3 separate regions of the Sus scrofa genome follow, and all the other regions are linked to region 1. The links are chromatin contacts, called in public Hi-C and HiChIP or PLAC-seq maps. All regions are on one chromosome and are shown on one strand. The core of a region is the stretch at or near the end of the contact, and the rest is flanking DNA. Distances in the headings are between cores, read along the strand shown. Region 1 holds the start of WTAP (WT1 associated protein). Region 2 holds the start of TCP1 (t-complex 1). Region 3 holds the start of ACAT2 (acetyl-CoA acetyltransferase, cytosolic).

Region 1 (3,006 bases), core at 368-2,867:
TGAGCCACCGCAGTGACGACACCGGACATTTAACCTGCGGAGCCACATGGGAACTTCCGCAGATAACCACTTATTTTTCTTTCTTTCTTTCTTTTCCACTTTTGGCCACCCCACAGCATATGGAGTTCCTGAGCTGCTGCAACTTCGGCAACACTGGAACTTTAACCCACTGTGAGGGGCCAGGGACCAAACCTGCCACACGATGCTCCCATGATGCCCCCCCCAACCTTTGCCAGTTTCACCACAGCAGGAACTCCTAGATGAATGACCATTTTTACTGTTTCTAAGATATGCTTCCAATTTTCCATATAGGTTGGGATGCATTTCATAGCAACACATAAATATTATCCTCATACTTTATGGTTGTACTGTATCCCATACCCCATGGTAGGGATGGATCATGTATAGCCAGTTCCCTACTAACGGACATATGGGTTATTTCTTTTTCTCTTTTTTTTGGTCTTTCTAGGTCTGCACCCGCAGCATGCGGAGGTTCCCAGGGTAGGGGTCAAATCAGAGCTGTAGCTGCCGGCCTACACCACAGCCACAGCAACGCCAGATCCATAACCCACTGAGGGAGGCCAGGGATCGAACCCATGGATGTTAGTTGGGTTTGTTAACCGCTGAGCCACAACAGGAACTCCGATTTCTAAACTTCTGTGAGGACAGTGCAACAAGAAACCTTGCCTACATGTTATTTCTGTATGTGAGGATGTATTTTCAGAATCAGGTTAGGGTTAGAGGTGGAATTTGCAAGACATGTGAATAAGTGCATATATAATCTTGGTACTCCATAGGGCTTGAATCACTTTCCAATTCCTACCAGAAGGTTAATGAGCACGGTTTATTCGTAGAATTCCAATGTGCATTTCCATTACGCGCGAGGACAAACAACCGTTCATATTTAAGGATCATTGCTGTTCTTTGGTGTGAAATGTCTATTCATGCCTTGCCCATTTTTCTCTTCGGATTTTGGTCTTTGAACACACTTTAATACTATCCTTATAGATTATCTCATTCCAGCACACGTCCTGAGGATAAATGGTTTGGGTAAGGCTAGATAATACCAGCCAAATTAAAAGAATTACCTGAATATATTCAAATTTTAAAACTTACATTACTAGGTTCAAAAACCTTCCAAGGTTCTCCGGTCCCTTGTTTCTGGATGACCAAGGTGCCCCTAGGGCTGCTGACATACGCACAACCTCTCCGCTAGACAACAATAGCTCCCCGGTTGCGCCTCGAGATGTCAAGGCGGGGACAAACCAAGCGTCCAAGAGGCCGTCCTTCCCGAAGAAAGAGGGAGCCCCGGTTTCTAAATTCTCAAAACCTAGTGAGGCCTCGCGGAGTCCACACTGCCCAGCCGCCCAGCCCACGGCCCGCTGCCGAGGTCGCACCTGGCCGCCAGCACGCGGAAGCACCACGGCTGGGAGCTGCACCAAGACGCGGCCAATCACGCGCCGCCTTCGCCCAGATTCCTCCGCCAGAGGCCGCGCTGCAGCCGCAGGTGGCCCAGCGAGCGCGTCCAACCAGCGCCACCGAGCGCGACCCCCGCCGGCCTTCCCGTGATGCCCCGCGGCTGACCTGCGACCTCGCGGCTCACCCCTCCCCGCGGCCCGCTTCCCTCCCCGCCCCCGCCGAGCTGGAAGCGCTGGGGCGGCCGCGGGCCGTGCCACTAGGCGCAGCTCCTCCCCGAGCGCCTCGAGGCCCCCAGCGGGCGCCTTCCATTCGTCTTTCCTCTCCGCGGCGGGGCCTGGCGGGCGGGTCGCTGCGTCCGCGTCCGGGAGGTGACTCGTCGGTGAGCGGGCCGAGCGCGAACATGGCGGGATGGAGAAGGGCGGGCGCCGGCGGCGGCGGCGGCGCGGGGCGGGGCGGCGCGGCGGGAGGAGCGGGGAAGGGGGTGGGGCGACGGGGCCTCGCTTCCTCCCTCAGCGCCATTTTGTGGCAGCGAGACCCGCAAATAAAGGGGAGCGCCAGGGCTGCGGCGGGAGGAGGCGCGCGGGGGCCGGCGGCAGCGCGGTCGGGCGGCCCGGGCAGCGAGCGGCGGCGCGCGGTCGGCCTATGTGACTGGGCGGCGCCCGCGCGGCCTCCGTCCGGAGAGGTAGGTGCGGGCCGGGCCCCGGCCAGAGCGGCGGCGAGGACCTCAGGGTCCCCGGGGCTGAGGCGCGGCCGCCTGGCCCGGCAAAGGGGCGGACAGGGCACGGAGGGCGACTCGGGGTCCCCGGGCCCGCCAGCCTCCCGTTAGCCGCGCCGCCTTCCTGCTGCGGGCACACTTCCGCCGCCCCGAGGCCATTTTACCTTCGCTCTCCGTCTCCGGGCCCGAGGGCGAGGTGGGCGCTCCCGCGGGCCGGCGGCACCGGGAGGCCGCCCCCTCGGCGCGCGTCCCGTCCCCGCCTCGGTGCCGCCGGCGCCCACCTCCTTTCGAGCGGATCCCGCGGTCTGGCGGCACCCACGAGCTCAGCAGGGGAGGGAAAGCAGCGTTCGTTGACCGAATTTCACGTCGCGCAGTGGGGTATTACCGCCGCTGCGTTTTCTTGTGGACTTCCATTTTCAAATGATTGCACGCATCGTGGTTTTTAAAATACATGCTCTTTTGAGCCCGAGATCTTCATAGCATTTTAAACTCTCGTCTTGGATTCCTATAAAGCTGTTTTTAATTTCTTAGAACCCTGTTTCTCTAGTCAGTGGGGAACACCTCAGTGGGAAAGTCCAGGTTCTTGTTTTGATGAAGTCACTTGGCTGTTTGATCCCAAAGGACTATGTGAAAATCCTAAGGAACCCTGATTGTGAAGTAGGAAACTGTTCTTTTGCCCGAGATAGAAAAATACTTCCATGGGTATGTTACAGTCCTGAGTTGCTCCTCTCGTTTTCCATCTCAGAATTTAATTAATTCCATTGCTGAAGAAGAAAAGTGGAAGTCACAGGTCTTTCACCCCAAGTTCTAAGCGGGTTTTTTGCACTTTTAAAGAAAACTTGAATTGTTGATTTACAATGTTACATGAGTGT
Region 2 (3,006 bases), core at 290-2,789, 61 kb after region 1:
TTTTTTTCCCTTTAAAGTGACTAACACAACATTTAGACGTACTTACACCAATATCATCCACTAACATTTTATCCAGGCCGACTGGACCAAGAGAACTTTTCACAATATTAGCAATCGAAGCCGCAGCCATGACTGTAGAAATGAAAAAAGAAATTAGAAAAACCCGGGATTCCAAGAGACAAGCATTTCAGCTCCCCAAAACATAAAGGATATCCAACAGCCTCTGAATTTCTCAAATCTGCAAATCTGTCCAAATTTGGAAATTAGCTAAAGTCTCTGATGGGGAGGGAGAGTAACCAGTAAAGTTCAGTTTGAATTCAACTGCAAAACAGGTGCCAAGTGAATATCCACTTAATTGCTGCATACAATTAAAAAAATATATCTACTAGTCATTTCAGGTTCTGTCACATCACACAAAACAGAAAAAGATAAATATATATTTAAGCCTTTTCCTGCACGTTCTGGCAACTCTTTTAAAGAAAAAAAGGTCTATTGAGATTAATAATCCTTTATCTGTGACTCAAAAAAGCAGAAATCCAGAGGTTATGACTATACTACAAACTCCACCACTACAAAAATCACGTAGGAATCTATCAAAATAACCCTAAGATCGACTAGAGACCGGCTGGAACCTGGCATGCAGGGCTTCAAAGTGTAAACAGTCTCAAGAGAGGCTCAACCACAAATGCTTTAACGGGCTGAAGTTCAGTAGATAAACTCATTTTAATCTTACCCTAACATTCAACAAATTTCATTAGCCAACTATTACCAAATGTGACCAACGACAGGTGGGGACACCGCATCTAACTCCAGATGACAACCGGTGGTGTGCAACGGGCTTGTCTTCTGAACTGTGGGGCCATTCGCTCACCAATAAGAGCAGCAATTAAGGCTGTCTTTTCTGATCAGCAACGCTAAAATGAGACCCAGAAGTTGGGATGGACGCCCCAAACGCGCGGGGCACCGGCCCCAAGAACTCAAGGCGTGGCCGCACGTGTCAGTGCGCGGAACCCTCGCCAGGCCGGGGAGTGCTTCTCAGGCCCAGGGCCGGGCCTCCCCGGCCGACCGCAGCATCCGAGCGGTTCCCGTTAAAAACGTGCCGGCTCTTGGGAACTCCTTCCCTCCGGGAAGAGGGCGCCGCCACCCCGAAGCGGAGAGGCCGGCCGGGGCTGCGATCCCGCGCTGGCGCCTCCCGGGGGCCCCTTTTCGGAGAGAAAAGGCAAAAGGACGACGGCCGAGGGGAATCCGGCGCACCGCTGCGGGCCCCAGACAGGCCTCGCCCGCCCTTACCGTTCTGGGAGCGGATCGCCTCCCCAGTGCTGCGGTCCCCGAACACGGACAAAGGCCCCTCCATCCTCGCGGCAGGGTACACGTCGAGTTTCGGGCACACCGAGGGCAACCTGCGGCGCGGTGCTCCGGCCGGGCGGCAACGGCGTGGAACGGTCCTCAGCGGCGCCGCGGAGGATGCTGGGAACGCCGCTCCTCGCTCACCAGCACCGCCCCACGCCCCGGCCAGGCCGCGGGGCAGGACGGGAAAGAAAGGTGGGGGCGGAGGGTTCGAGAAGCTTGAACGCGCAGGAAGTAAGGAGCCGGAAGGAGGGCGGGTCCAGCCGTTCGCCCAATTAGAAAGCGAATGAGAACGGCGCGAAGGTAGGAGGTCGGAAGTCAGGAACTTGGACCGCTGGCGGAAGATGGTGCTACGCTCAAGCGTTCCTCTGAAACAGGTTGCGCACGCGCGTTTGCACTTTCTAGTGCCTTCTAGAAAAGGTAAGGCGGGGCTTGGAGAGTGACGGGGGACGGGGTGGGCGGGGCCGTTTGAGGTAGACCTGGGGTTCCGAGTCTTTGTTTATAGTTTGTTTTCCTTTAAATGGAGCTCGCACGAAGAGCACGCAGCGAGTCTCTTTTTGTTTCCGGACTCATAAGTAAAAGCTCGAATCTGGATGGGACGGGGCAAGGTTTTCCATGGGCCCTACGGGAAAACGACAGCCACCCTTTTTAAAGAGAAGGGCGTGCGTCCTGCGTTGCCCCTTCTCCCCCACGTGTGTGGAGAGGGGTGCCTGACAATGGTCAATCCACGCCTTCCAACCCGAGGGCCCAAAGAGAGAACACATGCTGCCTTGCGTGCCCGAGACGCCGGACGCCGACAACAAGCGTCCTCTACTTAACGGCTCGCGCCCTCCCCGGAAGTTTGTTGCTGCTAAGTGTTTGGTTGGTTCCGACGCCTGCGTGCGCCCCCAGCGTAAGCGCTGATTGGAGGAACGGAGATGACAGATTGCACTCTCTACCACTCAGCGGCGGGGGGCTTGTTGGTTCCTGTCGAGGCGTCGATGACCTTACGTGAGCCTTAGGCTTTTCCCTAAGTAAACATGGCTGCGCCCAGCGAACCTCTGGGACCCCAGTGAGGAAAGAGGCCTGGTCTGCCCGAGGCTTTGTTTGCGATTCCCTCAACGATGGCGCTTCGGTCGCGATTCTGGGCGTTGTTGTCGATTTGCAGGAACCCGGGTAATTCATCTTACCACTTCTCTTAGATTTCTCCCCAGGTTCGCACAACCAGTGTGCACATGCAAGTCGTATTTCGTAGTCGACATTCCCCATCGAAAAGTAAACCAGTTAATTGTGATGGCTCTAGTAGAAAGTTGCAGACCAATGGCTGTGATGACCACACCCCGTGTCCACACAGCTTTTTGTCCCCTTTCTTGCGCTCAAAGACTGAGGAGAGAGGATGGGGACAGGTTAGATCATATCCCTGTGTTGTCGAATTCATCATTTTGTGAGATCATCGTGGTTGATTCCATTCTTAGGGTGTCGGGCGGCAGCGCTCTCAACCAGTTGTAAGCCAGCGACGAACCCTGAAACGGACCCTGTGGAAAATGAAGCTGTTGCCCCAGAGTTCACCAACCGGAACCCCCGGAATTTGGAGCTCTTAGCAGTAGCCAGAAAAGAGCGGGGTTGGGGGACAGTGTGGCCGTCCCGTGAGTTCTGGCACAGGTAATTAAGTCTGCTAGT
Region 3 (3,006 bases), core at 245-2,744, 39 kb after region 1:
CAAGGACTTAACCTTAACTCAAACACACTTTGTCAGGATTAATAATTAATAATGGTAAATGTTAATTACCCAAATGCTTGGAAATCTCCACATCTGTGGCAGACCGTAATCTCTCTACATGCAGCCCCTGGGGATGCTTAAAGCTTTTGAATAATATCATGAAAATGCATTAACATCTGTTTGATAAGCATTAAGCAAGTCCCTACTGTGTGTCCAACACTGTCCCAGGTGCTAGAGAGAATAAGACTGGAGTTCCCGGAGTTCCCGTCGTGGCGCAGTGGTTAACGAATCCGACTAGGAACCATGAGGTTGCGGGTTCGGTCCCTGCCCTTGCTCAGTGGGTTAACGATCCGGCGTTGCCGTGAGCTGTGGTGTAGGTTGCAGACGCGGCTCGGATCCCGCGTTGCTGTGGCCCTGGCATAGGCCGGTGGCTACAGCTCCGATTCGACCCTTAGCCTGGGAACCTCCATATGCCGCGAGATCGGCCCAAGAAATAGCAACAATAACAACAACAACAACAACAACAAAAGACTGGAGTTCCCCTTGCGGCTGAGCAGGTTAAGAACCCGATTAGTATCCATGAGGACTCAGGTTCAATCCCTGGCCTAGCTCAGTGGGTCAAGGATCCAGCATTGCCTTGGGAGCTGTGATGTAGGTCGCAGATGTGGCTCAGATCTGGCGAGGCTATGGCTGTGGCCTAGGCTAGCAGCTGTAGATCCAATTTGACTGCTAGCCTGGGAACTTCCATATGACACAGGTTCTGCGATAAAAAACAAAAGTACAAAAAAAAAAGAGCGGAAGAAAAAGACAAAACAAGACCTCTCCCTGGGAGCTCTGGGAGATTAGACTACATTGAGGATTGCGTCCACGGGAAATAGCCAGAGCTGAGACTGGAAAGTGACTGGGGCCAGGCATTGAGGTTCCCAAGGAAACTGACAGATTTTGAACCTTGCCCAGTAGGGGATAGGAGATTGGAAAAGGTTTTAAACAGAAGAGTGATCCAACCTGTTATTAACGCTCCTCTCCTTCCAGACTGTCCCTCTTGTCAACCAGAGGACCCCTTTATCTGGGGGACACTGAGTCACTGCGACTTCCTCACACACCGCTACAGCTCATCTTCCAGGCTAAGAAGGCCAACCCCACAGAAGGGCGCGGAGTCCAGAGAACCAAGTCAACCCCTAAGTGAATTAACACAAAAGAACTTTGGAAGCCACGAGAGCGAGCAAAAAGCACATGAGAACCGCCCGCAGGCCTGCAGGTGGCAGGACTCCACCTAAGCTCAAAATAGACAACCTTATCCCCCCAAATAAAAACGTCAAGACAGGAACGACAACGCCGGGCTGCTCAGATTAAACTCCACACTGGCGGTGGGCTTAGGCCTGTGTCCGAGGTCCACCAGCGCGTCCTGGGACCGCGGCCCCCTCAGCCCCGCCCGACTCCGCCCTCGCGCCTGCGCATTGGCGCCCGCGGAGGAGGGGGCGGAGAGCTGTCTGAGGCCCCGCCCCCCGGGTTGCCTTCTCAGCCGCAGGGCGGGGCTTTGCTCACTCGCTCGCGGCGTGGAGTCCACACCAGCTCGGGAGGAGCTCGATTGTGCAGAAGGATGAGTGCAGGCTCGGACCCCGTGGTCATCGTCTCGGCGGCGCGGACCGTCATAGGTGAGCGATCGGCAAGCCTGGCGGGGGTCTGAGCTGAGAGCTCGGCCGGGCCGGATCTCAGGGACCCCACCCTTCCCCGCCCCCCGGACTTCCCCCCTCGCCCTCCGGGACCCTCGGAACCCGCCGTCTCGCGCCTTCCTCGGCCGGTCGGGTTTCCCCGCCCCCCTCCTCGCCTGGTGAGGGCCTGTCTATTCCGAGTGCTTTGATTGGCTTCCTGGGTGGGACCACTGCGCCCTCCGCCTGTCCCGTTGCGAGGCGAAGAGAGTCGCTCTCTCGCGACGCTCCTCATTGGCCAGCTCCTGGAAGCGCCACCTCGGCCCTGTGGCCACAGGCGCATGGAGACGGTGGACCCAGCCGGGTCGCTGGGCAGGAGTCGCGTTAGGTAAAGGAGGATTAGTGAGAATTGCCCAGTGTCGGTGTAGATTTCAAGAGTCCCGGATGCGCTAGAGTGTCAACCTTTTTGTTAGGGAGGCGTGGGCTGCGCCCATCCTCTCAGACTTCGGGAATGGATGGGCAGGTTTTCTGCAGGTCCGCAGCCTCCCGGCGCGCCCTGGGGGGCACCTGCCCGGGGTGCGTCTGCTGCGAGTCACACACGCCCCTCTCTGTGCCCGGACGAGCTGCGGTGGGCGCCTGTGCAGGGGGAAAGCGCCGGTCCGCCAGCTCCCGCTGCCCTGGGCGCCCTCCCCATTGCCCTCGCCTTCCCTTCTGTTCTAGGCTCCTTCAATGGTGCTTTGTCCACCGTTCCTGTCCATGACCTGGGCTCGACTGTCATCAGAGAGGTCCTGAAGAGGGCCAATGTGGATCCCAAGGAGGTATCAGAGGTCATATTTGGACACGTTTTGACAGCAGGTAACTCCACAGTGACCCAGGCAGAAGTCAGGTTTATTAGAAACAGCCCATTAACCCTCCCCTCCAAACACACAGAAACTTAAGTTCTTGTCTGTGCACGTTTGCTGACGGCGTTCTCTCTGTTAGAATACTCCGTGGTGTCCCTGTGCCAAGCCCCATCAATAGCTTCTCTCAGCAGAACACTAAGCGTCTTTAATATACTTTTCCTTAGGGGTTCCGGTCGTGGCTCAGTGGAAGTGAATCTGACTAGCATCCATGAGGACGCAGGTTCAGTCCCTGGCCTCGCTCAGGGTTAAGGATCCAGCGTTGCTGTGAGCTGTGGTGGACCGCAGACATGGTACAGATCTAGCGTGGCTGTGGCTGCGGCAGTGGCAAAGGCCAGTGGCTACAGCTCCTACTGGACCCCTAGCCTGGGAACTCTATATGCCATGGGTGTGGCCCTAAAAAGAAAAAAATAGAGCGATCCTGGATCACCATCTTTTCCTGCTTTTTCAGTTTTTAG

The links. A called contact is a pair of places that touch in the nucleus more often than the background predicts. HiChIP or PLAC-seq counts read pairs in DNA pulled down with a chosen protein or histone mark.
Region 2: a Hi-C map of liver shows a contact between it and region 1, with 6 times the contacts expected there. The contact joins the promoter of TCP1 here to the promoter of WTAP in region 1. A contact is called at or near these places in 1 of 5 promoter capture datasets (liver), 18 of 47 Hi-C or Micro-C datasets (alveolar macrophages, blood, embryonic fibroblasts and 11 more) and 2 of 2 datasets of contacts at active chromatin or transcription factors (alveolar macrophages and skeletal muscle).
Region 3: a contact with region 1 is called in an H3K27ac HiChIP or PLAC-seq map of skeletal muscle. The contact joins the promoter of ACAT2 here to the promoter of WTAP in region 1. A contact is called at or near these places in 3 of 47 Hi-C or Micro-C datasets (adipocytes, epiblast stem cells and fetal heart ventricle) and 2 of 2 datasets of contacts at active chromatin or transcription factors (alveolar macrophages and skeletal muscle).

What each region holds. Positions count from the first base shown.
Region 1 is chr1:7,650,202-7,653,207 of Sscrofa11.1, reverse strand. It overlaps WTAP (WT1 associated protein), which reads left to right and starts at 1,617. Exons shown (of 8, transcript NM_001244241.1): 1 at 1,617-1,798. LOC102157641 reads right to left here and starts at 2,568. Exons shown (of 5, transcript XM_013992444.2): 1 at 2,565-2,568; 2 at 2,274-2,439; 3 at 2,001-2,173; 4 at 1,117-1,927. The coding sequence starts at 2,568.
Region 2 is chr1:7,588,673-7,591,678 of Sscrofa11.1, reverse strand. TCP1 (t-complex 1) reads right to left here and starts at 1,539. Exons shown (of 12, transcript NM_001243427.1): 1 at 1,291-1,539; 2 at 47-132. The coding sequence starts at 1,354. It overlaps MRPL18 (39S ribosomal protein L18, mitochondrial), which reads left to right and starts at 1,642. Exons shown (of 4, transcript XM_003121109.4): 1 at 1,642-1,767; 2 at 2,802-2,988. The coding sequence starts at 1,692.
Region 3 is chr1:7,611,349-7,614,354 of Sscrofa11.1, reverse strand. ACAT2 (acetyl-CoA acetyltransferase, cytosolic) reads left to right here and starts at 1,494. Exons shown (of 9, transcript XM_001928345.4): 1 at 1,494-1,655; 2 at 2,370-2,504. The coding sequence starts at 1,601.